Linked DNA regions of Sus scrofa: all the other regions are linked to region 3. Evidence: chromatin contacts called from public HiChIP or PLAC-seq and promoter capture Hi-C data. All regions are on one chromosome and are shown on one strand. The core of a region is the stretch at or near the end of the contact, and the rest is flanking DNA. Distances in the headings are between cores, read along the strand shown.

Evidence for each region. Promoter capture Hi-C pulls out the DNA fragments that hold promoters and counts their contacts. HiChIP or PLAC-seq counts read pairs in DNA pulled down with a chosen protein or histone mark.
Region 1: a contact with region 3 is called in a promoter capture Hi-C map of fetal liver, with 2.3 times the contacts expected there. The contact joins the promoter of TMEM208 here to the promoter of RRAD in region 3. A contact is called at or near these places in 1 of 5 promoter capture datasets (fetal liver), 1 of 47 Hi-C or Micro-C datasets (heart right ventricle) and 2 of 2 datasets of contacts at active chromatin or transcription factors (alveolar macrophages and skeletal muscle).
Region 2: a contact with region 3 is called in an H3K27ac HiChIP or PLAC-seq map of skeletal muscle. The contact joins the promoter of FHOD1 here to the promoter of RRAD in region 3. A contact is called at or near these places in 2 of 47 Hi-C or Micro-C datasets (embryonic fibroblasts and heart right ventricle) and 2 of 2 datasets of contacts at active chromatin or transcription factors (alveolar macrophages and skeletal muscle).

Annotation. Positions count from the first base shown.
Region 1 is chr6:27,862,925-27,865,849 of Sscrofa11.1, forward strand. TMEM208 (transmembrane protein 208) reads left to right here and starts at 1,413. Exons shown (of 5, transcript XM_005664411.3): 1 at 1,413-1,551; 2 at 2,173-2,268. The coding sequence starts at 1,546. It overlaps LRRC29 (leucine-rich repeat-containing protein 29), which reads right to left and starts at 1,547. Exons shown (of 7, transcript XM_013998260.2): 1 at 1,301-1,547. The coding sequence starts at 1,547.
Region 2 is chr6:27,881,542-27,884,605 of Sscrofa11.1, forward strand. It overlaps FHOD1 (FH1/FH2 domain-containing protein 1), which reads right to left and starts at 1,536. Exons shown (of 24, transcript XM_021094071.1): 1 at 1,256-1,536. The coding sequence starts at 1,456. It overlaps SLC9A5 (sodium/hydrogen exchanger 5), which reads left to right and starts at 1,622. Exons shown (of 15, transcript XR_002344560.1): 1 at 1,622-3,064.
Region 3 is chr6:27,603,638-27,606,789 of Sscrofa11.1, forward strand. RRAD (GTP-binding protein RAD) reads right to left here and starts at 1,490. Exons shown (of 5, transcript XM_021094029.1): 1 at 1,388-1,490; 2 at 783-1,167. The coding sequence starts at 1,152.

The sequences.
Region 1 (2,925 bases), core at 163-2,662, 260 kb after region 3:
TTACGGATTGAATGAAGTAAGGATGGATGGTCTTTTACCTTGATATTCACCAAAGGTTTGCTCAAGGAAGGGGTGGGAATATAAAGCAGATCATTACTGGGAGAACAGCCTCTGGGCCAGGGAAGCTGAGCCTGGGGAAGAGATCACTGATGGGGACTGGGACTGATCAAACCCCTGTTCCCAGGGGAAGGTAGGAAAACCTGTCTCAGTTGAGGTAAGATAGTGGCCATCCTGCCTTCTGGGGCTCAGCAACCAACCCAAGGAGCAAAGGGAAGGCAATAAAGCTGGCCTCACTGAGGGGAGGAAGCATGATTCTTTGAGCTGAGAAGGGAGGAGGCCTTTCCAGAGGGACCAAAAGAGGCAACGATAGGGAGGAGTGGTCATGCTATGAACCCCATCCCAAGGAACTACTAGAGATATGACTGGTCATCTCTGAGATCTTTGGGGATGGAATAGATATCCTCTGGGGCAGAAGGAGGAAAGGATCCCATGGCAGGGGGCTCACTGGGGTTGGAGCTGTCTTGTTTTTGCTAAGGGGAAGGAGCACCATTCTAAGGACCAGTGGGGAAAGGGTGGCATGTCTCCCTTGGGCTGTGGGAGGGGGCTGCCAAGTCTCAGAGCAAAAAGGATGGAGAGGCCACCGAAAGAGACCACTGGGGACAAAATCTGTTACCTCTCTACGGACAATGGCAGCAGAGTGGTCTTGCTCCCGGCTAAGGAAAGAGAAAACATCCTATGGGGTGAAGGGGGTACGGATGGCCATCACTATGGGCAGAAGGAGTCCGGGGGCAGGCCTCTCCCCAGGGAAGGAACTCAGAGACCATGCCTGAAGTTGATGGGAAGGGGCAGTCAGTTGCCCACCGCCAGGTGAGGGGGGCGGGGGCGGGGGCGGCGTCTCTCTGGGAGGAGGGAATGGAGAGACCATTCCAAGGGCCAATGGGGACAAGATAGGGTTACCCTTGGGGATGATGGGATGGAGCCGATATCTTCCAGAATTGAGGGGGAGGGGCGGCCATCGCAAGAGATGGGGGGTAGGCAGAGGCCCTGTCCTCGTTGAGGTGAAAGAGCAACAATCTCCTGGGGCCGATGGGGACGGAGAGGATGGTCCCTCAAGGTAAGCGGACGGAGTGGCCCAAAGGCGGGGCCATTACCCATAGCCTGCTGGTCCTAGGAGCTCCCGATCGGGTCGTTTCCGCCAGACGGGCGGGGCCAGGCGAGCTATCTGACAGCCCTCCCCACAGCCTGGGACCCCGAGGGCGGGGTCTGTCCCGAGCTAGGCCAGAGGGCGGCCTCCTCTCACCTCCAGGGGCAGCGACTCCGCCATCGCATCCCTGCCGCCTCCGCCCCCGCGCAATGCTTTCTGGGAAGTGTAGTCCGGCCGACTCTGCTGGGCGGAGCTTGGGAAGGAAGTGGACGTCCCATTTCCGTCCCAGTTGCTGACGATTTGGGTCTGCACCGGAAGTGCCTTGCTGCCGATGTGTTATCCAGTGACTGCGGTTTCTGTCGTTCTCCCTTCTTTCCCAGCCTGGGTATTTGCGTCGCACCATGGCGGTAAGGAGGGCGGGTGGGGCGGAGTCGTCATGGCAAAGCGGTCCCGGGGCCAAGAGACTGAAAACAGAAGGAGGACCGCAAGGGACGTGGGTCGGCCAGAGAGGGGCGCCATCCAGTGGCTGGGCCGTACCAGATCGAGGTGGGCAGTGGAGAGGCGAAGGACCTTACCAGAAGTCTTGCCCGAGTGGGCTAGGCTTCCGTACCAGACAGTATCAGGACTAGCTAGAGGTTTGAGAGGCCTACGCCGCGTCAGCTCAGATCTGGTCTACTCCTGCAGAGGCCCAAGAGGGGCACCATTCAAGCCCACTCAGAGGAGTCCCTTCTAAAGGGTTTGTCCGCTCACAACTGAGTTATCAGAGGATCCAGGAGATACTGTCCTAGTATTGGATTGTTCCCATCCGGAGCAGGAGGTAGTCATTGCTGCGTGTGCAGGGAAGATGGTGTCAGCTCTAAGCAGGACAGTTTGGAGAGGTGGACATTCCAAGGATTGTAATAGATTTGAGCACCATGGGGATGTCAGATGAGGTACAGATGGAACTCTGTAGCTAACCAGAATGGTGGGAAAGTAGAGAAGACCCTGGCTGACGAGGGTTCTGACAGCATCTCACCATCTCTCTGCAGCCTAAGGGCAAAGTGGGCACGAGAGGGAAGAAGCAGATATTTGAGGAGAACAAAGAGACCCTGAAGTTCTATCTGCGGATCATACTGGGGGCCAACGTAAGTGCTTGCTTCCTTGCTAATGTGCCCACCCAGGGTCCCGCAGTCTTCAGCTCTGTTTGGTGGGGTGGAGTGGTGGTGGTATGTGACAGCCAAAGCCTGAAAAGAAAACTCCAATTGAAATTAAATGAGGGAGTTCTTTTTGTGGCTTAGCGGTTAATGAACCCAACTAAGATCCATGAAAGATGCAGGTTCTATCCCTGGCCTCACTCAGTGGTTTAAGGATCTGGCACTGCTGTGAGCTGTCGTATAGGTTGCAGATGTGGCTCAGATCCCACATGGCTGTGGTGGTGGTGCAGGCCAGCAGCTACAGCTCTGATTCAACCCCTTGCCTGGGAACTTCTGTATGCCCCAGGTGCGGCTCAGATAAAAAAATTGGGGAGTTCTCTTTTGGTGCCTTGGGTTAAGGATTTGGCATTGTCACTGCAGCAGCTTGGGTCATTGCTGTGGTGTGGGTTCAGTCCCTTGCCTGGGAACTTCCACACACCTCAGGTGTGGCCAAAAAAAAGAGTTCCCTGTTGGCTCAGTGAGTTAAGGATCTGGCGTTGTCACTGCTCTTGCTCTCGTTACAGCTGTGGCATGGGTACAGGCAAAAGAAAAATAAGGAATAAACATTGGAGTTCCCATTCTGGCTCAACGGGTTAAGAACCTGATGTA
Region 2 (3,064 bases), core at 286-2,785, 280 kb after region 3:
TGCGCCCATCTTGAAAGGGAGGTGGCCTCTGGCTGGAGGTGCTTCTTTCAGGCCCATTTCAGTTTGCTCCTTTGAACAGGGCAAGACAAGGAGGAGTGGCATCAAAACTCTGGAGAGGGCAACATGCTACACTCTTCAGTCCTTGTCTTCAAAGCCCTGGCTCTGCTCAGACACGCGCCACTCCCCAGGCCAATAGTCTCAGCACCTCTCCCGCCTGCGCTTGGAGGCGGGGCTGCCCCGCAGCGCTAGGAATGCAAGCTGGGGGCCCGGCGCCTGGGGCACATTCCAGGGGAGACCCTGGGCCCGGGGGGCAAGTTTACGCAACTCGGCGTCCAGCTAAGCCTGGGAGCAGCGGAGGGCACCCCCATCAACTCTCTCCTCTCTTCCTCATCATTTGGTGCGGAATGGCTGGTGGGACACTGCGAGGAGTAGTAGTGCGCCTAGCAGAGTTCTGGCCCGGAAACCAAGTGCACCGGAAAAGGCCGCCTGCGGGGGGCTGCGCGGCTAGCAGAAGGGGAGGTAGGGCCGGCCATCTGGAAATGGGCCTTTCCCGGCACTGTGCACGAGTCGGCTCTGGGGCGCAGGCAAACTAGAGCAGGCCGGCAGTTTAAAATTAGCCCGGCCTGCTCCCTCCCTTCCAGCCCCCGGCGGCTGCCGGCAGCTGCACGGGATGGTGGGGGCGGTGACTCAAAGGACTTTTCCACCAGTGCAGCCTCCCGCCAGTGTCCCGGGTCAGGCTGCTTCCCGGGGACTCCCCCTCACCCCGTGAAGTCTCTTCGCCGCCGCACTCCCAAGCCGAACTTCCACCTGCAGGGACAACACTCAGCCCAGCAGGACCCAATCCAGCCTCTAGACACCTCCAGTGGCCCGCCCCCGGTCCGCCCCTCCTCGTGGTCCCGCTTCCACCTCACCTGAAGCAGATGAAAGCTAGCCGGTCCTCAGCTCCGCCTCCTAGGTCCGCTACCACCCAAACACCTACCGCCACCCTATCCAGAGCAGTTAATCAGGCAAAAAGGCAGCGAGCGAAACCCGAGCGCCTCCCCCAGGTGGGCCTCATTTTCAAGGGACAGCTTGCGTGGCGCGCACAACCACCTCCCTTCTTCAGCTTCCTTCAATTTGAGAAGCGGCCCCCCAAGCCAGGCAACGTAGACCTTGGGTACCTAACCCAAAACTTTCCTGGTAGAGCACCCAAAGGCTTTCACGGCGCCAACCCTGAACCCTTGGTGGCCCCCAGCTTTTCTCCCGCTCCCCTCACCTTGAGCGGCGCCCCCAGCAGGCGGTGCAGCGCGGGTATCTGCGCGCCCAGGGGCAGCGCCCCGTCCAGGCTGCAGGTGGGGGCCCGGCGCGGCTCCGGGAAATTGGCACATGCGAAAGGGTCGGTGTCTTCTAGGTACTGTACCCGCACGGTCACCACTGATACCGGCTCCCCGTCCCCGCGGTCCTCCTCGCCGGCCATGGCTCAGACCCTGGCTCGAGCCGCGCACCTCTGGGCGGGTCCCGGCCCAGCCGCGGCGTCTACTCAACTAGTTCTGCTGTCTGGGCGGGGCCAGACCCGACGCTGGGGGAGAGGGGCGGAGCCATACGGAGGCGGGCCCGAAGAAGGGGGTGGGGCCAATAGTAGTCTCCCAGCGCGCGAGGTGGAAGCAAGCACCGCTGGTGGCGGAGCTTGCAGCCAAGAAATTCAGAGGGCATGATAGTCCTGTTGGTTCATTGGCTAGTCCGGCAGGAAAATTCGAGCTCGCGCACACCCCTTTCGAGAGCGCGCAGAATCTGGGAAGCTCTTTGGGCTTGGGGGCCGTGAAACTGCGCTCTCTTGGGGTTTCTTAGGGCAAGGTGGGTTGGAAGTTTCTTAAGACCATGGGTAGCCAGGTTCCTCTCGGTGTAAGGACGAGATGCTCCTGATTCCTTCAATTGAGGGATGGATGAAGTGGATGGGCTCCCCTTATTTGGGGAAAGCAAGGGAATGGGTCTCTTTCAGCTTGGAGCAAGGAGTGAAAATAGATTACACTCAATTCGAAGGAAAAGGTGGGATCATTTACCTTTAATTGGAGGAAGAAGAAGGACGTGCCCCTCACTCTGGGAAAAGGATGGGATGACAAGTTCTGCGGGGAGGTGAACTTATTACACTCAATTTGAGGGAAGAACTGGGTGGGTTGCCCTTCAGCTGCAAAGAAAAGTGGAATCGGCCCTTTTCTATTTGGGGAGAGATAAGCTGAAAGGCCCTTCAGATTTGGGGGAAAAGGTGGGTAGGTCCCTCTTAGTTTGAAGGGAATCGATAGGGTGCGGTTTCCACAGTTTAGGGAAGATCCCCTAAAAGATAACGTTTGCTTCATTGAGTCTCATGGAAAAAGTGAGACGAGTTCACTGTATTCTAAAGGAAAGGGAGGCCGAGTGCCCCTCGGTTTGGTAAATGAAGAGAAACAACCTCTTTCTTAGCTTGGAATGGGATGGGCCCAATCTGGGCCTTGGGGTTTCTGGGGACGGCGGGGACAGTTGTCCCTCTCGGCTTTCTATTAGAGCCCAGTGCGCGTGCGCAGCTCTGGTGCGGGCGGGGGCGCGAAGGGTCTCAAGCTTCTGAGGGCTGCGCGGAAGTCGGTGGCGCACTGCCCCCTGCAGTCTGCACGGGGCATGCCGGGGCCCGCGGCCTCATTACCCAGGGTCGGCTGCTTACAGCCGGCGGGCACTCCAGTGGCAGTGCCGCATTCCTCCCGCCTGGACCCCGGTCCCTGGCAGACCCCGTCACCCTCGCCTCCGGCCAGTTCTACGCAACGGTGTCCCTAGAGGACTGTGGCCGCTCACGGCTCTGAATCCGGGTCGGGGGAGGTTTAGAGAAGGTTTGGGGGAGCGGACTCGATGGAATAGGTTGCAGGACTTAGGGGAAGGCTGCGCCGGGGAATTTCCAGAGCCGAGACAGATTTAGAGCGGAGGAGCAAGGGTCCAGACTGCCGACGCTCAGGGCAGGGGCTCCGAGTCCGGACCTGGCTTGGGGGAATCGGAACTAGGATTGGGGGCAGCGGGCCCCACGTGCTCGTGACGCGGGGGCGGTCGGTAGGCGGTGGCGGCG
Region 3 (3,152 bases), core at 240-2,739:
CTCCTCTAACCTTCCCTCCACTGATGACTGCTGTGACAACAGAAGTGACAGGGCTGAAGAATGGTAGGGGGGAGCCGTGGAGGGCATGGTGTGCCTGACCTTGCCCCTGGATATCCCTTCTCCAAGGTGGCAATGTCCCCAGGGGGCCGCTCCTGTGTTGCCTGACCTCCTGCTGCCTGGGACCCCGGGTGGTTCTGACCACAACGACCTGAGTTAGAACAAGTGTCCCCTGGGGACCTTGGTTACCTAGGACTCCTCTCCTAGAAACTCCTCTGGCTGTGTTCTTGCTGGTCCTGGCAGGGAGGGATGTTCTGTTTCCATCCTACAGAGTAATCACACCTATGCTCTGAACCTTCTACTTGAGGCATTTCCTAACTAAAGGCTGGGGGGTACCTTCTTCCACTGTCCCCATCTGAAATGGGTAGGTGGAGGCAGCTTCTCAAAGCGCCTTCAGAATCCCTTTGGTGGGAGTTCCTGTCATGGCTCATCCATAATGAACCTGAGGAGATGGGTTCGATCCCTGGCCTCTCTCAGTGGGCTAAGAATCCTGCATTGCTGTGAGCTGTGATATAGGTCGGATCCTGTGTTGATGTGGCTGTGGTGTAGGCCAGCAGTTGTAGCTCCGATTTGTTTGACCCCTAGCCTGGGAACTTCACATGCCGCAAGTGCGGCCCTCAAAAAAAAAAAAAAGTCCCTTTGGTATTTGCTGCTTCAATCCTGATCAGTCCTTTAGCCCTCGGCCCTAACCCGGCCTCCCCTCCCCTGGAGTCCCAGCCCCTCACCTGCAGCCTCCGCCTCAGGCCCATCCTCTACTCCACCGAAGATGCGCGCCAGAGCGCTCTTGCCGACACCAGGGGCCCCCAGCAGCAGCACTTTGTAAACGCTCTCGTCTGAATCGCTGCCTCCGGAGCTGAGCGAGTCAGAGGAGCCCTCGGGCCAGTCCAGCCTCGGACCCTGGGCCGCGGTCCCGGCCTCGGCCGTTGCCAGAGCGCCCGGAGCCAGCGCCGCCTGCAGGTCGCGCTCGTCCACCGGCATGCTTCGGCGGTGCAGCGGGGGCGCCGGGCCCCAGGGTGTGCTGCCCCGACGGCGCTCGCGCTCCCGGCCCCCGCCGCGGCTCCCGCCGGCTCCGCTGCCGCCGCCATTCAGAGTCATCGTCTCGGACGCCGTCTGGGCAACGGGAATCGGGATGGCCGCGTAAGCCGCGGTGGAAATGGAGCCTGGACCCGACCCGGCTCAGCAAGATGATTGGGTTCAAGGACCTGTGACCCCTCCTCCTGACTCATCCATCCCAGACGGTGCGACCCCCCCCACCCCGCCCTGCCAGGACCCTCACCCACTCACGCACGGACACGGTCAGGACTAGGTAGGTCGGATACAATCCACTCACAGCCCCAGGCGCGGACCCTCGACGCTGCCGCAGCCGCCGCCGCCTTCTCAGTCCACACTGGGTCTGGCCGCCAGAGACGCCTATTTAAGCCTCTGCCCGCCCCCGCCCCCGCCCCCGCGCTCGCCCCCGTCCACGCGGTGCGGGGGTGACGTGTCTGCCCCCCTCCCCCCAGGGGAATCCCCCACCCCCACCCTCCTCCCAGGGCCTCGCACCCACTCAGACCCCGCCCCGCCCGCCCAGCAGACTCCGCCACCGACGCCCCGCCCGACTCCGCAGACAAAAGAGCCCGAGTGTGTGTATGGGGAGGGGGGCCGGGAAGGAGCGAGAGGGAGGGGGAGTGTATGAATGGTGCGGAGGAGTTGGGGGGGTTCACGGGTGGGGACAAGGGGGTGGGGGACCAGCCAAGTGCGTCAAGACCCCTCTAGGGAAGAAGGAGGTCTCGTCCTTTAAAAGTGAATTCTCCTTTCCCTCCCGCCTGTTGCCTGAGCAAGCAGACCAGTTACAGGTGGGACAGACTTCATCCTTCTCTGCCCATTCCCCGCTGGCCCATATCTGAGCAAGACATTAGAGGTCCTAAATCCGGGCTTCTAGCCTCCACCCCAGGTCCTTCCCACTGTCCTCCCTGCCCTTGGGAGTTGAAGATTTTACCTGATGGCCCTGCCCTTCAGGATAAGGGTTAGTGTCACCTGAACCCCTAGGACACTTGGAGAGCTGTTTGGAGGAGGTGGGCGGGGAAGGGCGGCCCTCTTGGCAGTGTGCTGCAGGTAAAGGTGCAAGCTTGAATCCTGGGGAGGGAGTACAGGCCCTGAGAAGGAAAAGGATGAACTCAGCACCACCTCCCCCACCTCCATACCCTCCAGGCAGCTGCCAGCAACTCTGCTAAAAATACCTGGCCCTGGTCGTTCAGCTCCTGGGCTGGAGGTTGCCCAAAGTTGGGGAGATCCTGGCAGACAGGTGTCAGATGCCAGCAGAAGCGGATAGGGGTGGAACTGGACCAGGGTCAGGTCTGGCTCCAGCCACTCTGAGTCCTCAATGTTCCTTCCCTCCCTTTAGCCTTAGACTGGGGCTGCTGTTCTAGGCACTTCCAGGATCTGGAGGTTCAGACTCCCATCCAGGAGGGGCACCATTGTAGAGTAGGTGGGTAGGGGTGGGTTAGCTACCACTGCTCAGAGAAATCAGTCCCTCCTCAGACCTAGGGAGGGTGCCGGGGCGCAGAGGGGAGGCTTGGTTTCCAGTCCTGAATCTGCCTTCAGGCTCCTAGGTCTTGCCTCCCTCCCAGCCTCAGGGTGCCCAGCCACAAGCTGCCTTGCTCACATTTAGGGTGTGTGACGATTGAGGGCACGCAAGCTGTGAGGCGCTTTGGGACAGGTACTTGCTATCAGTCTGACGTTTATTTGTGATGAGTCTGGTGGGGGTGAGGGGTACCCATTCAGGGCTCAGGTGACATCAGGGATGGATGGATCCTAGTGGGCCTCTAGGTTGTCATGGAAACCTGGGTCAAGGCTCTCTGGCTGCTGTGTCTGTTTCCTTGGCAACATCTGAGAGGGCCTTGGAATGAGGAGGGCCTGGTTAGGTAAGTTTTAGGGGTTCATGCAGGCCCCTCTGGTTCTTTAAGTCCCAAGAGTAGGCAAGGCCTGGACTGGGGGATGGTCTGTCCATTTGTGTTCTTTACATGCCCTGGGTGGGGGTAGGGGATTGGGGAGTGGGGGGGTGGCTTGGAGGCCTAGGCAACTCCGTGCTGGTTCTAGCTTCCTGGATGAGGTCC